Linked DNA regions of Mus musculus: all the other regions are linked to region 1. A link is a contact called in public Hi-C and promoter capture Hi-C data. All regions are on one chromosome and are shown on one strand. The core of a region is the stretch at or near the end of the contact, and the rest is flanking DNA. Distances in the headings are between cores, read along the strand shown.

What was found. Promoter capture Hi-C pulls out the DNA fragments that hold promoters and counts their contacts. Hi-C and Micro-C count contacts between places; a contact is called where the count stands out from the background.
Region 2: a promoter capture Hi-C map of neural stem cells shows a contact between it and region 1. The contact joins the promoter of Ttll7 here to the promoter of Ssx2ip in region 1. A contact is called at or near these places in 12 of 39 promoter capture datasets (the 3T3-L1 cell line, the C10 cell line, the HPC-7 cell line and 6 more), 2 of 484 Hi-C or Micro-C datasets (embryonic stem cells and nephron progenitors), 1 of 115 datasets of contacts at active chromatin or transcription factors (craniofacial prominence) and 2 of 9 other capture datasets (embryonic stem cells and liver).
Region 3: a contact with region 1 is called in a Hi-C map of the G1E-ER4 cell line, with 2.5 times the contacts expected there. The contact joins the enhancer-like site here to the promoter of Ssx2ip in region 1. A contact is called at or near these places in 14 of 39 promoter capture datasets (the 3T3-L1 cell line, 3T3-L1-derived adipocytes, the C10 cell line and 10 more), 8 of 484 Hi-C or Micro-C datasets (CD4 T cells, CD8 T cells, DN2 thymocytes and 5 more), 10 of 115 datasets of contacts at active chromatin or transcription factors (SST interneurons, astrocytes, bone marrow-derived macrophages and 6 more) and 2 of 9 other capture datasets (liver and macrophages).
Region 4: a contact with region 1 is called in a promoter capture Hi-C map of liver. The contact joins the enhancer-like site here to the promoter of Ssx2ip in region 1. A contact is called at or near these places in 15 of 39 promoter capture datasets (the 3T3-L1 cell line, 3T3-L1-derived adipocytes, the C10 cell line and 9 more), 6 of 484 Hi-C or Micro-C datasets (CD4 T cells, CD8 T cells, LSK cells and 3 more), 5 of 115 datasets of contacts at active chromatin or transcription factors (astrocytes, bone marrow-derived macrophages, forebrain and 2 more) and 3 of 9 other capture datasets (adipose tissue, liver and macrophages).

What each region holds. Positions count from the first base shown.
Region 1 is chr3:146,403,366-146,406,065 of GRCm38.p6, reverse strand. It overlaps Ssx2ip (synovial sarcoma, X 2 interacting protein), which reads right to left and starts at 1,424. Exons shown (of 14, transcript NM_001355661.1): 1 at 1,131-1,424.
Region 2 is chr3:146,850,998-146,853,697 of GRCm38.p6, reverse strand. Ttll7 (tubulin tyrosine ligase-like family, member 7) reads right to left here and starts at 1,331. Exons shown (of 21, transcript NM_001357217.1): 1 at 1,109-1,331.
Region 3 is chr3:146,775,449-146,778,148 of GRCm38.p6, reverse strand. All of the region lies in intron 1 of Prkacb (protein kinase, cAMP dependent, catalytic, beta), which reads left to right. Among named protein-coding and RNA genes, the nearest start is that of Prkacb, 36 kb to the left of the region's middle. Within about 2 kb of position 1,423, at least 6 of the 459 cell types and tissues checked have an H3K27ac peak or open chromatin away from gene starts, as enhancers often do. A contact at or near this core is called in the G1E-ER4 cell line and memory CD8 T cells, where this site is marked.
Region 4 is chr3:146,796,148-146,798,847 of GRCm38.p6, reverse strand. The region is part of intron 1 of Prkacb (protein kinase, cAMP dependent, catalytic, beta); the gene reads left to right. Among named protein-coding and RNA genes, the nearest start is that of Prkacb, 15 kb to the left of the region's middle. Within about 2 kb of position 1,342, at least 1 of the 459 cell types and tissues checked has an H3K27ac peak or open chromatin away from gene starts, as enhancers often do. A contact at or near this core is called in liver, where this site is marked.

The DNA.
Region 1 (2,700 bases), core at 175-2,674:
GTGGACTTAACAAGTCTTGTCACAAGGCTCAAGTGTGTCATGGATCGAGTTTCACATTTCATCCTGGAGTGGCCCGGCCCCAGCAGTTATCTCCAAGCTGCTGTGGCCCTGTTACTTAATCCCTGGACCTATTATCTTCCCTGTACAGATGGAGAACAAGAAGGAAAGGAAGGGTGTAAAATGACAGGCTGTAGGGGCCCCAACAGTTACCAAAGAAAACGCCCCGGTTTGAATTCTATCCATTCCTAATCCTCTCAGAGAGCCACTTTGTACGAGGAACTTCTGTGCACACCGGGCAGGACAAAGTGTCGACTGGGAGCACAGCTTTTCTTGTTTAGTTTGAATGAACACTCTAAGCTTCGTGGGCCCACAGGCTCTTGGGGAGTAAGGAGATTGGATGGCTTAAGTTTTGCTAGCTGGATCGACGGTTTTGAATTTTATCCAGCCTCGTAAATGTGTCACGTCATATACAGACCTTTCCGTTCAAGATCAAATTTGGGACTAGAAAGGTTTTCCTCCGGAACCTTGCGGGCTCCATGGTAGCACTATTTTCAGCTAACTCCAGGCCTGGACTCTAAACTGAATTGAAGCAAATATCAAATCCAGAAGGCTCTCATCCTTGGGCTCCACCTTTCATCCAGCCTGGATTCTAGAAGAAACTCCCGGCTCTCACAACTGCATCGGCGTGGCTGGTTATGAATCTGACACGCAGGACTAAGGAGCCTGAACTGTGGGTATTAATGTAAAGATTCCTCTACTGGTGCTGATGGGGAATTATTGGGCAAGTTTTATTTCCTGGGCCCAGGTGACTTGCATAACCCAGCAATCTGCACCAGGAGAAATATGTGCTGACCCGGACAGAGCTCACCATTTACGCACTCTACACCACTGGAAAATCCGGGGCCAAATAATTTCTCAAACAAGCCTGCCCCTGCGATGATGTAAGTTCTTCCCCTAAACGTGGGGCTGGACCACTATGAGCCACCTACCCCTGCAGCAGCGGCAGACCTCACTCGCTAAGTCCTGCGGCAGCCTCGGAGGACTCGCCAAGCCCGCGCGGTCGGGCCAAAGGGACCCCGCGCGCGCCCGCGCCGCATCCCGAAAGGGCGCGGGGCCCCCCCAGCACCTACCTCGCACTTTCCGCTGCAGGCGGCGGGCAGCAACGCTCTCCAACCGCTGCAACGGCCGCGACGAGCCCGCCCAGAGTCGGCCCCGGTGCCTGCGTCCACGTCCAGCCCGGTGCCCTCCTCCCCGCCTGCGCGTCACAATCCCGCCGCTCACCGTCACGGCTCCGGGAGCGGCTCACGCCTCCCGCAGCCCGCGGGCCCGCACCCGCGGCGGCACGCAGCGGCTCCGCGCAGCCTCCAGCCCGCCCGGTCCGCCCGGCCCGCCTCTCGCCGCTTTCCTCGGCGGGCGCCCATCCCACCCCGCCCCGCGCTGGCGCCGCCCATTGGCTCCGCCGGTTGCCAGGCGACGAACAACCGCGGCCCGCATTGGTCCAGCGAGGACTAGCCTCCGACAACCCCCAGCAGACGCCAAGCCGCTCTCCCCCGCGCAGCTGCGGCTACCGCACCTGTTACACCCGGGGTCACCCGGCCGCTGCTCCCCGCCCCCAGCTCTCCACGGGGACAAGAGGAGGGTCCTAGCCGCTTTAGAGCCGGGCCTCTGAGGCCACCCCTGAACCCCAATGCTCTCTGGAGAACCAGGTGCGCTCCCCAGAACGGAGAGACACCGGGGCATTCCAGAATTAGGTCAGGCCCTGGAGAAGGAAGGTAGTGGCCTCTGGAATCAATGCGCCAATGCACAGAAATCCGTGTAAAACCAGGGCCAGGGTAGTGCGCGTGAAACCCCGAGTTCATTCCTCAGGACTGCACAGAACGCATGTGAGGGTCTGTGATCCGGCAGAATTGAAGTACAAGGTCATTGGCAGCTTGAGGCTAGCCTGGGCGTTATGAGAGAAGCTCAAGTAGTGAATAAAACAAACTAAGGCAAAGGAAGGGACCTAGGGAGGAGACAGCTGGAAAGGGAAACTAAGAAAAGGTACTTGTGAACTAGACCTTGATGAAAAACTCCCTAGGCCCTCTCCATGAGTGCCAAGAAAATGTAGGACAGTGGCAATTGGCCAAATCCACTTGCCTCTCCCTACTATTTTCACCTAAAGTTCCCCTGGGAAAGGAAAATGGAGAAACCTTAGTAAAGGGTAGGGTGGTGGGGTTCTAGCAAGCTGTTTACTCAAGAGGAAAAAAAAAAAGAGGTTTGGGGTTAAGTGGCTCCTGTGAGAACAAAACATCGTAAAAGGAACACAAGAAATACACCACTGCCACAGAAGAACAAGACAGAGAGGAACAAGGACTACACATGCCCACAGTGCTAGGTAGAAGATCAGAGTGCAGAAATGAACAATGGATTTGAAGGAGATTGGATGCTAAATACAGGTAGCAAGGATACATCATTACAAAGGCGCTTTGGAGCACAGTGCCAGTGAGAAATTACTGCCAATGACTGTCTTACTCTCGAAGTTAGACCATTAGTGGGGTGAGGTTGCTCCCTCTGCATCCGAGGGGGTGTTCTGAAAGTTCCCTTGTCCACTCTCCAAAACACTCCTTTTCCTCTCTCAAGAAACATCTTAACGTGGCATTTATTCTTTAAATGCTGAGTCCGGCTTGGCCGTGCAAGGGACAGCATGGTATGGTCCCACCC
Region 2 (2,700 bases), core at 82-2,581, 450 kb before region 1:
TTATTTATCACCCTGCTGTGAGTGATTCAGTCTCGCACCCCATAAGCTAGATCACTGTTCTTCCTTTGAATGTTACCCAAAAACTAAATAGCCATTTCCAGATTGCTTACTGTGCTGCTAATTGATTCTCCCGAGGCTCGAGCATCCAGCATCACCCAAAAGCAGGTTAGGCATCTCAGGCCCAGCTCTCCGACAGAGTATTGTCCAAATATACATTTTTTTTTCTAGATGCTAAGGAAATGGACTTTTTCTGCACAGGGTCGCAGGGCAATGTGCAGAAAGTTTACAGGTTGCTGTCACTAGTGTTTGAGACTACTCCTATGAAAATTAATATTATACTTAATATCTAATAGTGCATAAGTGGACCCAACACTGACTGATACAGTAGACGATCCACGGATGTTGGAGAGAGGGAGATCTGGATTCAAATTCTTGTTCTGTGACCTTGAGATTGTAATTTAAGCTCTCTCTTCCTCACTTTCCAGAACTGGTTCTGAGTTGAAGTGATACAATTATACACACACACACACACACACACACACACACACACACACACACACACACGCCCCTAATATATGATATTACTCATGATTCCTATACATCTTTTCTTTTTTGAATCCGTCAAACCAATGCTGAATATAAGACAAATTCTATAAAAAAAATTTTTCAGTTTGGGGGGATGTTTTGATATCAGATAAAGTGGATGTCTAGTGGGATGAGAAGTGGAGAAAGGAGACGTGTGGGAAAAGAGATCTCACTGACACACTTTCAAGAATACACAACATGCTTTGCTCAAGCAGGTTGACACTGGGGCTGGGGACAGAATATCATGACAGCTCAACCCAGCGGGGGACTGGGAGTTCTGCCCACTTCATCCTGCCAGAGAGAGTCTAGAAACTGAAGTGGGACCCCACAAATAATCCCGACCAGTCCCCTCCTCCTTCTGCCCAAACCACTGGGCGCCAATGATGCTGAATCATGAGCCTGGCAGCAGCCGCCCTCCTCAGCCGCTTCCACCCTGGCAAGTCTCCAGGACAGGCACTGGAGGGAATGGGCGCAGCGACCTGGGGTGTGGAGGAGAGGGGCGGGGGCAAGGGCAGGTACTCACAGCTGAGGCACCTCTCTGGCTGGATCCAGTGGCCGGTCTCTTGGTGGCCCACACTCCCCGCCAGCGGCTGGCGGCTCCCCGGTCGGTCCACTCCGCGTGTCGTCTTGGGATCACCTCAGCTCGCCCACCCCCCCGGGGCAGCCGCGGTTCAGAGCTTAGAAGCTCGACCGGACCAGGAGCAGCTGGAGCAGCTGTCGTGCCCAAGGGGGTGGTAGCTACCGATGGGCCAGACCATTTGCCCACTGCGCCCAGGGGTGCGCATCGTGCATGGAGGTACAAGCACCAGGACCTCGAGAGGGCTGGAGACGGGCAGAAGAAACCAAGGAAAAGAAGGGTCCTCTACCCACAACTAGGCCTGAGCGCTAAGGACCTCCTGGACCCATGGCTTCTCATCTAGGTATGCAGAAGAATGAGCTGGGCTTTCCAGGGCACCCCTCACCCCGTCTTATTCTTGGTCCCGCTCAGGGAGCGTTCAGAACGCCTTTAACAGAGGACCTAGCAACGCAAGCTCCAGGGTGCCATCCCCTCCTAAGGGGATGCTAGGGGAGCTGGCCTGACATCTATCTGGGCCACCTCCTTCTTCATCTTGTGACCCAGACCACCAGGTCCCAAGTCCACATGTCAGCTTAACACACAGGAGTGCCTAAGATCTCGCAAAAGGGCTCTTCTGGTCTTTTATTACTATTTAGCTATATTTAGATAATAATAATAGAGTATCAAAAGTCAACCTGAAAGTAAGATCAAGTGAGCGCCCTTGCATCAGGATGTCTGAGGAGCTTAGAGCCCGCTAACAAAATCTCAACACGGAAGTTGGAAAACGTAGATTGAAGGGGTAGACACTTTGGACAGAGCTATGATAAAGTCCAGAAGAAATTCAAGAATAGTTGTGCTTTCTTGTTCATGAGTTCAGTCAGTTTCTGTTCATGATTACTGTCTTGGTAACCCGGAAATAATCGTTATCTCACATGAGATGAACCTCACAGGATAGGGAAAGTTCATAAGCATGAAATTTCTTTGACTTCCACAGTTCGTGCCCAGCCAGACTCACGTACGTTTCCAGAACACAATGGTTAACAACCAACTGTATAGCTCTCCATCTAGAAGAAAATTGGCAGTTACCTATAAAATAAGACTAGGGTGGGGTGTTTTATGTATCCCAAATAAAATGAAATTTCACAACTTAAAGTTACTGTTTCTGGAATAAACTGGCCCCTTGAATAACACCAATTGAGCACTTACATGAACATTACAGTGGAAGTATTTTCAATTCTAGCCTTCACTTGCTACTCTACTCCTATTGAGATCAGTGGGAATGCTGCTGGTTTTCAGATGGGGCTTTAACTGGCGTAGAACAGACGCTGACCATCTGGACTTAACACTGGAGGTGGGGGATGGGGGAAATACACTGTAAACCTTAACATAGCTATCACTGGGACCTGGGTGTGAGTCTGACCCTTGTGAAAACTGGGTTTTATGAAAGAGAAGAGATATTTGGGTATCTAAGATGGATGTCACCCTGGTGTGGAAAAGGAGACCAGAAAGGGGTAAATGGACGTTTCCCAGAAGAGCTGGGACATCAAAGTCAGAAACTC
Region 3 (2,700 bases), core at 174-2,673, 370 kb before region 1:
TATAAAACTGAAAGTAATCAAAGGTTTGCATGTTGTGAGCCATTGATTTTCACGCTTAACAGTGTCTAAGCTGCAGCATTTTAAAGAGCAAATGTGTTAAGACCTTACAACACTTTGCCTGAACTTCCCAAGAAATGCTTGTCAGTTTCTTTGTGAGCACAAGTTAATTTTTGTGAAGTGCACGCGACAGCAAATGCTGTGATGCCTTAGGATGCGAATGTCCTCGGAACTTGATAGCTCATGTGACTGTCATAGCTGTCAGCTTTACCCTTCTGAAGCTCTTCAAACCCAATCTGTTAGTCCGTTGAATTTGTGTAATTGTAACTTCTAAATTATTTTTTAATCTCTTTTCTTAATTCTGCAACTATTTTATGAGCTCATTGATTATAATCAATTTCTACTCATTAGAAAGCTATTTTAATATTTATTATGTCATAGTTTCTAAACTGATTATAGAGGTCAGAGAAATTGTCCAGAGTTAAGAGCACTTACTTGCAGAGGACCTGGCTTCAGTACGCAGACCCACAGGACAGTCCACAACCTCCTGGAATTCCTGTTCCAGGAGATCCAAAGACCCCTTCTGGCCTTAGGCATCGGCTACAAATGTGCTACACATGCATTTTTGTAGGAAAACATTCATACACATGATATAAAAATAAATCATTTTTAAAACTATGATTGTAAAAATTCTAAAGATTATGATTATAAAGATTCTGGGGGAAATTAGAAATCAGAAGCAATATAACCCTTAATATTCAGAGTGTTAGGTTGTAATAGCAGGAAGCCTATAGCATGTCTGTCCCTTTCCTGTCCCCTCCCCTTTTCCCATGTCTGTGTGTGTGATGCTGGGAGTATAATTGAACATGGTGGGTAGGCGAGTGATATTTCCAGCCATATTAACATCATTTGTTAAAATGGGAAATCATAACATAATGACACGTTAGATAAAAGAGCCAAAAGAATCTGTAATATGCCATTGGGGATAATTTAATCTGCTTAGTCTTCTACAAAGAAGTCGGTATAGCTAGCATACTTTCTGTTTGTTTGTGTTGGGTCTTTAATTCGGACTAACACTATTAAAACTACAGCAAATATGACAATTTATGATAACCAAATAGTGAATTCCCTGCTTGGCCATATTTGTTCACAGTACTCTGATAGGAATTTCTTTTTGCAGTTTCTTCCTGTGTGAAGATTTACTCATAGATAATGTCTTTCAGATATTAGCTCTTAACAAGACTATCAAAGTACCCCATTCCTCCATCGTTCGTTCTTATCAGAACCCACAATTCCTTTCTTCATGCTCTGACCATCTTCTGCTTATTTTTAGTAAGACTTAAGTTCGTGGTGTGAGAGCTGTGTTTCTTTTAGTCCTTGTGTTGTGTTTGTCTGTGGTTTGATTTTGAACTCTGTGGAAACATAACGACTATGGGTTCATTCTGACACACTGTTCTGAGAAAATGCTTTGTTATCTTAATCGTTTATAGCCTTTACACTTATGCTAATGGACTCTTCTAACTTGTTCTATTGTGGTGTTTGCCATTTCTTTAAAAGGTTTACAGATATTTAGTAAAAATAGCAAAATGCTCACCCACCTCAAGTAAATACTGTGTTTCAATGGCCAGGAATTTAAGTACCAACAATACTTTCCCATTATACCATGTCTCTGAATCACTCTAAATACTCAGCTACCTCCTCTTTCTGTTAATTTCTTTTTCTAGATGTTTTACATCACTGCAATTCTATAGTATGTAGCCTATTGTTTCTGGCATCTTCTATCTATGTTGCGGAATATGCAAGTAGTTGCTTCCTGCTTATTGCTAAATTATCCTGTGTTGTGTGACAAGAACACATTTGCTTTATCTGTTCTGACTAACAAAAAAATTGTTTTTTAGACTGTTTGGCTATATGGATAATGTTATGATAAACATTTGAAAACAAGTCTGAGTGAACAGGGTTCTTAGTAGATATATAGGAGAAGACTGGGAATAAAATGATCGTATGATATATTTTTATATTTTGAAGAAACAGCCACTGCTGGAGAGATGCCTCAGTGGTTCATAGCACTGGCTGCTTTTCCAGAGGTCCTGAGTTCAATTCCCAGCAACCACATGGTGACTCACAACCATCTGTAATGGGATCTGATGCCCTCTTCAGGAGTGTATAAAGACAGCATACTCATATATATAAAATAGATAAATCTTTTTTAAAAAGAAGAAGAAGAAGAAAGAACCAGTATACTTTCTCACAGTCTCTGCGCTGTTTTACCCGTCCCTTGCACTTGGAAGGAGTGGAGTTCCTTCATGTGTTCAGCAGGACTTGGTGGCATCAGGCTTTGGGGCGTAGCCAGATTGAGGTTTAAACTTAGGTTTCACAGTAGGTTTTAGTTTCTCTGTCCATAATAACTAGTAGTATTGGTTAATTTTACAATCTCAGAAGCCATTTGTCTATCTAGTTTGGACATGTGTCCACTTTTAAAATTAAAGTGTCTTCTTTTTATTAAATCTTACGAATCTATTATATATTCTGAGTCCAAATTCTTTTAAAGACTTGTAACTTGCAAACATTTGCTCTCAGCTTCTAGCATGTCTCATCATTTCTTAAAATAATATCTTTGAAGAAAGAAAGGTCAACACTTTAATGAAGTCAGTGTTATCTTTCTCTTCCCCTGTGTACTGTGCCTTTTGGGCCAGGCCTTAG
Region 4 (2,700 bases), core at 93-2,592, 390 kb before region 1:
CTGTATAGACTGAGGTAGTTGGTAATAGCTTAGGTTTTGCGCTTGTCACTTGTTTTTGTGTTTGTCATACAGCTGATCTTTGTGCTGTTTCAGATTCTCCTGTTTCTCTCTGTGCACTCACTTGTTGATTTTAAATTTGGTCATCTCTAATATCAGATTATTACTATATAAGTTACAATGAATACTAAGCCATGGCCTGCTATTCATCACCCACTAGTTTAGTCTTAGCTGTATTTTTAATTTGGAATATAATTAGAATTCCATGGCTCTTTATTATGGTTATTCCTTGCCATTAATTGGATGCTGAGGATAAAATCAGGTGACATACAGTGATTCCTAAGGTTTCCTGAAAACCAGCTGTCTGTCAAGGCCACTGAGTGTCACAAGACAATGACATTGACTACAGCAGGAAGATCCAGGACTCTTCTACTCTTCTGGACACAGATCTTAGAGATCATTGTGTTTTATTGGCAGGGGTATAATGTTGGCAATATTTTGGGGGGGGGGGGTTTGAGACACGGTTCTCTGTGTAGCCCTGGCTGTCCCGGAACTCACTTTGTAGACCAGGGTGGCCTCGAACTCAGAAATCCGCCTGCCTCTGCCTCCTGAGTGCTGAGATTAAAGGAGTTGCACCACTACACCCTGCTCAATGTTGGTGATCTTGAGTGTGGTACTTGAACTGGTTTCTAAGTATTTTTGGCACCCTTGTCATTCTCTCTCTCTTTTTTTTTTCATATGATCTGTGATTAACTTTGCTCTAAAGTTGCTCAAACCATCCATAGTACTCATTTCTGTGACTGAAAAAAGCAAGATAGACTTGGTATACTCACAACTGAGCAGCCCGTAAAAGTAAGCTTGACCAGTAGTTAATGCATAGGAAAGTGAGATAATAGAAATCAGTCTTGAGTTTGGAGTATTTTGGAATTAGGGCTTTTGTTTGTTTCTTTCTTTGTTTTTCATTTCTAGATGCAGAAACTTAACTCAAAGAACTAAAACAGAAAGGGAGGGAGCCTATGCTGGGAACCACCTGTGACCCTGTCAGTGCAGAGAGTAGAGGCGAATGGACCACAGGGCCAAGGCCAGTTAGGTTACATAATAAGATCTGGGCTCAAAAAAAAAAGCAAAACCAGAAAGAAAATATTTTTCAAGTAATTTGAGAGCAAAAGTAGTAAGATTGACTTTAGGCATAATAATATCTGAAATACTGTAATTATCCTTGTGTCTTTCTTTGTCTCTGCCTCTGTCAACTCTGTCTTAGATACTAATGTAACCGTCTCTGTTCCTCTGAAGGTGGAGCTGAAGTAACGTGAACACTGCTGCCTGCCACAGATGTGCTGCAGGCAGCACAGAAGCGGTCAGTAGGGGCTTGGTTTGTGTGTCAGAGCTCACCAGTGGAGTCCAGGAAGGGTGCTTTGGAGCGTCCCTCTTCTATCACAGAAAGCAAGAATGGGGGCTGAGTCCCCTGTGCCTTCAAGCGTGCTCTATTCTTTACCTGTTTATACTGGTCTACTGCTGGTCCCCAGCAAGGACATTCACTGTATGCTCCATCTCAGATAATGAAGCCATCATTCATACACATGAAAACACAACTTTGAACCAAACAGAGACCCCCAGACCCCACAGTCTGTCTGTCAGTCTCTGGGAACTTGCTCCAGCCCTTTCTGTATAGTACTCACCTTGATTTTCTTACAGTTTTGGTGCTGAATATTGTTAACTTCCATACTTACACCTTATGTAAAAATGTTGAGGGAAGCAGGAAAAAACCTTGATATTTATATAAACACACAAATGTAGGCATAGAGTTTTTTCAAAACCTACTTTACTTAGGGTTCTTAAATGCTTCAACTTTCCTTCTAACCCACCAATCAGAAGTAGGGGGTTAAAGAAGGTTAAATGGGAAAGTGGTATTGTGGACCCGTTTAAAAGTAGTTAAAGTGGTGTTGTGGGCCCGTTTAAAAGTAGTTCCTTAGGGCGATTCTTCTCTTTTATGTCAGGATACCAGCAGTGCAGTTCTATAGCAAGCACCAAGCCTGAGTCAGTAATGGTAGCAGGATTCAGCAGGAACAGCAAGGCTCCCTCAAATCACAAGTGGCCAGAATACCACAAGAAGTTCTTTGGTGTGTTTCTATAAAGTGAACACCAACAGAGACCAGTTCAGACCGGCTAAGACCAGCGAAGCATTACATAGCATAGCAATGCACTAGCATCCTCTCACTGTCTGTGGGGCTCCTTTTATCTTCTTTCTAAACACCATGCGCCCTCCCAAGGGTCTGTTCTCAGCACATCATCACATGTCCTCTCACAAGACAGCTTCTAGAAAAATGTTGCGTGACACAACTGAGTTGTTAAAGAAACCTTAACCTTCCACTTCACACAAATATACATGCACACACAAAATTCAGGAGGAGGTATCTAGTATAGTCAGTCATCCTGTTGAGAATTGCTATTATATTTATAACTTTATCATTGATCCCTTGTTCCTACCAACAGTGTATAAGATAAACTGGGTGTCTTGGCATGGTAGTAGTTCAGACAGTTACTCTTACACCACTGAGAGTTCCATAGTACTTCCTAATAAATGCTTCTTAAGCTGGAAATATTTTAATTAAGAATGTGTTGAGCACCATGACCACTCTGCTAACAGTATAGCATATAAGAGCATAATGAGGTCGGTTAGGAGCTGCATCTTACTGCCACTGC